Regions from separate parts of the Danio rerio genome. Here region 1 is linked to region 2. Evidence: chromatin contacts called from public Micro-C data. All regions are on one chromosome and are shown on one strand. The core of a region is the stretch at or near the end of the contact, and the rest is flanking DNA. Distances in the headings are between cores, read along the strand shown.

Region 1 (4,189 bases), core at 454-2,953, 150 kb after region 2:
CACTCAAATAAGGAATATGTTTAGCCCAATAATTACTGCTTGCGATATTTGTTTGCCTTTTTATTTTTTAAATAAATGCTTTATGCTTTTAGAATTTTTTCTTTGTAATGACACTTTATGTTACAGTCAGAATTTACTTTAACTGACACTTGTAATGTTTTCATTTCTTCTTTCAACAATAAAATATATATTGAAAATCATTAATCTAAAACAAAATCACCAGATTTTCAAGAACTACATAATCTAGAATGTGTTTTGTAAGATTTATTAAAACAGATTACTGTGTTAGTAACAGAGAGGGAGGACACATATGTTGCTTCGAGTACATTAAAATTGTACTTGTGTTTATCCTAGATGCTGTAACCTACAGTATACAAAAGCTGTAAACAATGTGAGCTTAGTGTGAGTTTAAAGACTGTTTACTAAGGTTGCGAAGGGCATTAAAGTGTAATTAATGTTCAGCTTCTTTCACAGAACAATTGTTTTGCTTCATAAGACCTCAATCTTTCATAAGACCCAAAGGTATTCATTTTGTTTTGTTTTATTTGCTCTCATAGTGCCAATAGCTATAGTCTTCCTTTTTTAAATCCACTAAAGACCACCGTATCAGCTAAAAATGTCAATTAATCCTCTACTAAAGAAATTATGATTAGGTTATTGAGGTCAAGTTGGTTTTATATTCACACATTCATTCTGTGACTACTTGTGACAGGGTCCCTATCCAATATTGTTTACCATGCTACTTTGAATATTCTGTCAGAAATTACTTCAAAACAACATTAGCACTATTTAATTGACTGAACAATGTTGTACTTTGATAGTCTTTGGCTGCAAACATGATTTCTCTATTTAAAATTTGAACATACTTTTCTGAAAATATAATATTAGAAAATTCTGAATGTGCGAATACAAAACCAACTTTAATTCAATATATATATATATATATATATATATATATATATATATATATATATATATATATATATATATATATATATATTGATGGCCTAAGTGTGTGTGTGTGTGTGTGTGCGTGTGTGTGCGTGTGTGTGTGTGCGTGTGTGAGAGAGAGTATTTATTTATTTATTTATTTTTCATTTGTGGGTGTACTGTCCCTTTAAGCAGCCTAATGACATGTATTGAGAATGTTGACAAGTTACAAGCCAAATCTTAGATGGATAGATGAGTAAGGCAAAGCATGAACAACTCGGAAACTTCAGTCAACATAATAAATTACAAAATAATCGCAAGAAAAACAAACACCGGCCTGTCAGGTCGCACCGCATATGCATACTTTCACCTTCTTCTGCCAATGAAAGACATCGTTTTCTCCCAAAAAGCAACCTTTGTGCTTTAGCTTTCGATTTGACAGTCAGAGTTATGTTTGTTTCTATACATACATAGCAGAAACTCGCAAAGGTAAAGCGATTATAAAATGGCATAGCAGCCAAGTCATTCAAACAGCTCGCAAATGTAACTTATCCCCAGTTCGCCTTTCTGCGCACAACACACCAACCAAACAACACATTTCTTTATATGGTCTTTTATCTTGGTTGTGCAACCAGTAAAGAAACTCCAGACTCATCCTTCGGATTGTTTCACAGATCAGATGTACTCACGTCTCAGAAAGCGCTGTGTCAATCCATATTATCATCGGCACAGTTGTGGTGCATGCGAATCTGTGTTGCCAAATTCCAGTGCGCTGCCTCTCGCTTTTCCTCGCTGCGCTGCTGCATAGAGTGGCCCCGCCCTGATGCGTGATGTCGCCGCGTCTGGCCCCGCCTTCCCCACGCGCTCTGCCCGCAACTACACGTGCAAGGGAAAACATTAAATAATTAGGCTAATCAAGACAACGCTGTCACAGAAAATAAAACAGTATACGAGTATAACAAACTGACTTGCTTCTAATTCATTTAATTGTGAATGTGTGAACTTTTATAGATCTAAATCCCTTTTAGGCTATTATTTGTTATGGAATTAAAAGGGCATATTACTCCTTTGACTGCCTGCTCTACCAAATTGTTGACCATGTTTTGACTGTTTTAAATATTGACTGTTAAATTAATTTAAAAAATGACTGTTTTAAATAATGGTTACAGCATTGTTGGTTTACAAAAAAATCAAACACACATAAGCATGTTATACTACTACAATTGATTTTGGTTTTAGCCTATTGTAAAACAAAACAAAACAAGAAAGCATGTTAAATGAGAATCTGACATTTTTATGGCATACTTCAAAAAATAAAGATGATTTAGATGATTTTAAATAAATTAATCTTACACTTCATATTTTCGGATATTTTATAGTAGCTGTATTAATTCCGATACTTTTATCATAAACCGACATCAACCATTTATTAGAGGCTGATATTTTAGAAATTATGGGATGTGTTGAAAAAAAATGAATTGAGTGCCAACTAGCGATATAGGAGCTTTTTCCTTGGGGTAGTTAAGGGGTTAAATATTCTCTCTTTTTATCAATTTAGTTGCACAAAAATTAATCCCTCAATGAAAGTCTCCATAATTATTAAGAAAGGCATACATAGTATTTGAACAATAGGCTAATTTGGTCTATGAATGAGTTTGTGCACGTTTCTTTGATTATTATCGGATTAAATGTTATTAATACCTTGTGTTGGTAGATTTGATCGTCTGTTGCATGGCGTAATGTTTCTGCAATGTCAAGTCTATTTCGTAGCACGACTAATGTTTGATATTATTAATTTGCAGGATCTATATTGCCATCATGCGGAGGGTTTTAGAAATACAGCACAGTTTTAATTTCACTTTCATTTTGCGGTGATTTTTTTTCAGGCACAATAACAAAAGATTGTAACAAAATAATTGTAGCAAAATGTAAACACGTGTAAAGTCTTAGTTAAATTCCTTATAAAATATTTTTTAAAACCATAAAAGAATGAATATGAGTATAATATAAATAAATCAATCAATAAATAATATAGATGTGCCCAAATTGAAAAGACAGGAGACGGTGATCCTGTAAAACTCAACCAACAGCTTAATTTCTTTATTTCTTTACAAAATTAGCACAGTGAGTATTGGGAGGTGTTCCTATCCTCTCATGAACACAAGGAAAACCGCGCGCTATCTCTCCCCCTCCCTGTTTTTTATCCTCTCATACGCTTCCCCCTCTTTTTCCTGACACCTCCCTCCATAACATATAAAACACACTGGCCCAGTTTCACAAACAGGGCTTAGATTAAGCCAGGACTAGGCCTTCGTTAAATTAGGCTATTTAAGCCAAATTTATAAAAATGGCCTTGGAAAAATATATTATTGGTGTGCACCTGGTGAAAAAAATTACACTGATGTATTTTAAGACATCTCACTGCAAGTTATTTAGACTTGAGAAAGCTCAAACATGTAATTTAATATTGACTAGCCTTAAACGTTGTTTTTGAAACTGGAGGACTATGCTTAACATCTGACCTCAGCGCTACAAAATAGCCTACGTATAATTTTTTTATTTTTTTATTTTTTTATTTTTTATATAAATATGTGCTCTCTAAGTGACACGGTGGCTCAGCACTGTCGACTCACAGGTTGCTGGTTCAAATTCTGGGTCAGTTGGTATTTCTATGTGGAGTTTGCATGTTCTCCCTGTGTTCGCGTGGGTATCCCCTACATTCCAAAGAATTGTGGTATAGGTGAATTGAATAAACTAAATTGGCGTAGTGTATGTGTGTGAATGAGTGTGGATGTTTCAGCTGGAAGAGCATCCGGTTCATCCGCTGTGTGGTGAACCCTGATAAAGCGACTAAGCCGAAGGAAAATGGATGAATTTACTCTCTAAAAATCATTCACCCAAATCTGGGTAAAATATGAACTTCAATTTACTCAAATTTGGGTTAAAACAACATACTAAAAGATAATCTATTTTGTTCAAAGTCTACAATTATTACTCCAGAATAAGACATATATTGTCAAAACAATTTTAGCTTGGTTTGCTTTTAACTTTTTAATTTAACTGGGGACTTTAAGCAAACATATGATCAATGCGTTTACACATTACAGTATAGCTAAATTTGACCTTCATTATACCATGTACAGTTGAAGGCAACATTGTTAGCCCTCCTATGTGAAAATGTATTTAACAGAGATTTTTTTTCAACACATTTTTAGACATAATAGTTAATAAACTAATACATATTTTTTTGTCTTCACCT
Region 2 (4,439 bases), core at 997-3,496:
TTGATTGTTACGCCGGAACAATATTAAAGTCCCTATGTAGACCTAGAAAATAGCAACTTTTCTTTATAGTCTTAGTACATGATGTAAGTTGAGAAGACTAAAGTTTAAAATAGGCAAATTATCAAACATGATTTTTGGATTATTTTAAATCAGATGCTAATGGTCTAATCTGATTCAATGATTGATGCTAAGCTAAAAGTGCTCCAGCCAGAGCTAGAGAGTGGCTGAACTAATTTCTAATGGTAAACCAGGGGAGATGTAAAATTTATTAGCCTTTTTTGAAAAAGGGAAGTGTTCCTTTAAACATGGGAGTCAGCCAAATAAGGATGAGGATGCAAGCGCTGCAGGAGAAATAAAAATCTTGCTACGCATAGTGCATTAGTGACCATTAATTAGGTTTCATTTGGCAATGAGAGCCACTTGCATCAATGTAAATTATCTGTACAATTTATTAAGGGATTTATATAAGAGGTAGGAGAGAACAAGTGTTCTTTCAGCTATATTAACCCTTACTTCACACCTAGAGGAAAATAATCGTCTGCAGCTGAAAAAATATCAAGAGGTTTTAAAAATCAAGATTATGGAAGAACAAGAAAAGGCAATTGTGACTTTTTATTGCGAGTTCGATTTGAACTTATAAGAAATACAATTTATATCTTGCAAAAAAGTTATGATTTTTCTATTTTGAAAATTTTGCTGCAAGTTTATATTGTGCATTTCTAAAGAAAAAAAAATCTTGTAGATATGAACTCAGAATTATGTCTTTTTACCTTGTAAATTACATATTGCAATGATTTTTTTTCTCAAATTTGTTTATATGTTGTATTACTGAGATGTTTTTCTTCTTGAATTTCCTGGAAATTCTGTTCATAACTCACAACTAAATTTCTTTAGATCTCAACATTGTTTCTTCTTCTTCTTCTTCTTTGGCCTTTGTCCCGTATGGTTGCGGGGTTGGCTCTTTGGAACAAGTCCTCCATTTAGACTTGTCCATATGATAACGACTTTTTTACACATTCCGGCCGGCCTGTCACCCTTACACACAACGGACAATTTAGCCTTGTCTTTGGGGAAAATCGGAGCAAACCCACGTGAACGCAGGAAAAACATGCAAACGCCTCACAGAAATGCCAACTGAGCCAAGGTTCGAACCAGTGACCTTCTTGCTGTGAGGCGACAGCACTACCTACTGCACCACTGCTTCGCCCAGATCTCAACATTATTTATATCTCATAATTTGAATATGCTGAGTTAATAAAGGTTATCTAGACTGAATCAGTTACATACTTGTTACAATTTCTTTTTATAACCCACGTATATGCAACAAACAGTTCCCCTAAAAGTATTATTAGAATAGTAAAAGTCTTCATTTTAATATTAATTATAATTTGTACACAATTTTACAAATACCTTACTGCTTCAGGTTGGAAAACCATTGTGAATTTTGTAGATTTTGCAAGGGCTTCATAAATGTGAAAAGCAAGAGAGAAAGATGGGGTGGGCTGACCAAAAATAGTCACTTAAGGGATAATAATTAGCAAGGTCTGATTTGTTTCTATTTCTAGGGGGCCTCTAGGGTTTGTAGTAGTGTTGAGGATAGACAGAGAGCTTGTTCTTTTTAAAGTTTGCTTAATAGGGCCACCAAAAAATAGGTCAGTGTGCTCGTTTCACAGCATTAGGGTGCTTTTAATGGAGTCAGGTGATGGTTTCCTTCATCATTACGGTCAAAAATTCAAACAATTACGCTTGCAAGGGATTTACTTTTGCTTCAAGAATCATATTTAATATAAACTGTAAAAGTTTAGTTTGGTAAAAGTCTAAATACCCTTGTGTTTAATTCAAGTTGGCTACCATTGACGCCCCATCTAAACAATTAAAACATCACAAAATAGCACACCTCAATAAAAACTACAAACATTCGTCAACACGCTCTACTTCTTCTGTACTAGCGTAGGCTACTATATAGTACTTACTAAAGTGAATACTATCACAATTAAATATTACAATATATTTGGGTTTTTAATCATGAAGAGTTGTCAAATGACAGTTAAAAGTTTAAATATAGTCACCTGAAATATAGGTGCTTGGATTCCCTCGCCGATCTTATTCCTAATATAAATGTGTCGAGACATCTCGGCCAGCACATCGGTCCAGATCGGGGGTTGCTGGCCTGCTGGCCCGGCCCAGTGGAAGTTTGGAGGGTTTCGGACGGCTTGCTCCAGCTTCGGTGATGTGGGTTGAGTGCTGCCCCGCGACCGTCAAGAACCGCTCTGCTCTCGTGCATCAGAAGAGCCAGAAACTCGTCACAGTGTGACAGGTGTCAGGTGCGCGCGCACCACAGGCACAAGCACTGCGCGCTCGTGTGGCCACAGTGAGAGTCAGATTATTTTCCCTTTCTGTGGCTAGAATGAAATTAAGATATAAAAATATGCACTTTTAAGACGGACAACACATTTATATCAGTAGGTTTACTTGGGGAAAATAGCTGTTTTATAAAAAGGTGTGCTGTACTTTAATAAAACTACAAAGAATACATTTATGATTTAATGGGAATAGCAGCATCACTATCTGCTATCACCCACACAGTGGCGCTATTTCTTAAATATTCTAGTACAGTGGTTCTCAAACTTTTTTCTTTAAAGTACCACCTCAGAAAAGAATAGTCTCTCCAAGAACCACTATAATGAGCAGCAGTATTGAAATACAGAAGCGTAGTAAGCCCAGTAAAGCAGCTGCAGCTCTGCACAGTTCTAAAACGAGGCAGATAATAATTCCTATTATTTAAAATGTTTATTGTCAGCCACTTTAAACAATTTAAATAGCTTGAACATTAACACTGTACTGTGCTTATATGTGAAACATAAACAAATAAAAATAAAACATCAACGTTTAAATTAAAATATGCTTTTAAAAGTTAAAAATGAAAGGTTACTGTTCTTAAAAAGTAAAAAAAAAACTGTAATTAGTGTGTATCATGTGTGCATATGTATGGAGTTACCGTGTGCATATGTATGGAGTGTGTACATGTATAGGGTGTGTCTGTATGGTGTGTGTATATGTTAAGAGTGTATCATGTGCATATGTATGGAGTGTATATGTATAGAGTGTATCATGGAGTTTGCTATCGTTGTTTGGCTTCATCAAATCCCAGGATTTCAGTGGATTCATCACTCACCTTTCATGCCAGAGAGCCCGGTTCTATCCCAGATACTGACAGGAGTGCATCATGTGTGTATATGTATAATGTCTAATGTATAGAGTGTATATATGTATTGAGTGTGTACATGTGCATTTGTATGGAGTGTATCATGTGTGCATATGTATAGGGTGTATAATGTGTGCATATTTATGGAGTGTGTTATTGTTTGGTTTCATCAACTGCCATTAGCTCAGTGGATTTGTCGCTCACCTTTCATGCCAGAGACCTGGGTTCTATTTTGGACACTGACAGGAAGGCATCATGAGAGAATCATGTGTGCATGTGTATGGACTGTGTATGTGTATGGAGTGTATCATGTGCATATATATGGAATGTGTACATGTATAGGGTGTATTGTGAGTGTGTATGTGTATAGAGTGTATAATGTGTGCATATTTATGGAGTGTATTATGGAGTGTGTTATTATTTGGTTTCATCAACTGCCAGTAGCTCATTGGTTTCATCATCCACCTTTCACACCAGAAGCCAGTGTTCTATCCCAGACACTGACAGGAGTGCATCATGTGTGTATATGATATAGTGTAATGTATGGAGTGTATCATATCTGCATTTGTATAAAGTGTATATGGATGGAATGTATAATGTGTGTATATGTATGGAGTATGTAAATGTATAGGCTGTGTGTATACAGAATGTATATAGTGAGTCATGTGTGCATATATATATATATATATATATATTTAATACATATATCAGTAGCTCAGTGGATTCGTCACTCATCTCTCACGCCAAAGACTGGGGTTCGATCCCAGACACTGACAGAAGTGCATCATGCGTGTATATGTAATGTATGAAATTTATCGTATTTGTATAAAGTGTATATCTATGGAGTGTGTACATGTATTGTATGTGTCTATTTGTATAGGGTGTGTGTTTACATGTATAGTGTATATCGTGAGTGTGTAAATGTATATGGTGTATCGTGTGTGTCTATACATTTATGGAGTGTAATTTTCTGAGTTTATCATAACTGCATTTGTGCAAAGTGTATATGGATTTAATGTATCATGTGTGTATATATGATATGGAATATCATGTGTGTATATATGTATGGAGTATGTACATTTATAGTGTGTGACTTTTTGTATAGTGTTTATATGTGTGCATATGTATGAAGTGTATGATGGAGTGTGTTATTGTTGTTGGCTTCATCAACTCCCAGTAGCTCAGTGAATTCGTCACTCAACTTTCAAGCCAGCGACTGGGGTTCTATCCCAGA

Evidence for each region. Hi-C and Micro-C count contacts between places; a contact is called where the count stands out from the background.
Region 1: a Micro-C map of caudal fin shows a contact between it and region 2, with 10 times the contacts expected there. The contact joins the promoter of inpp4ab here to the promoter of cacnb4b in region 2. A contact is called at or near these places in 2 of 18 Hi-C or Micro-C datasets (caudal fin and an unstated tissue) and 1 of 4 datasets of contacts at active chromatin or transcription factors (embryo).

The regions. Positions count from the first base shown.
Region 1 is chr6:15,263,914-15,268,102 of GRCz12tu, forward strand. inpp4ab (inositol polyphosphate-4-phosphatase type I Ab) reads right to left here and starts at 1,704. Exons shown (of 22, transcript NM_001128547.1): 1 at 1,620-1,704.
Region 2 is chr6:15,117,742-15,122,180 of GRCz12tu, forward strand. It overlaps cacnb4b (calcium channel, voltage-dependent, beta 4b subunit), which reads right to left and starts at 2,247. Exons shown (of 14, transcript NM_001113516.1): 1 at 2,070-2,247. The coding sequence starts at 2,132. All of the region lies in intron 2 of LOC141386203 (a long non-coding RNA gene), which reads left to right.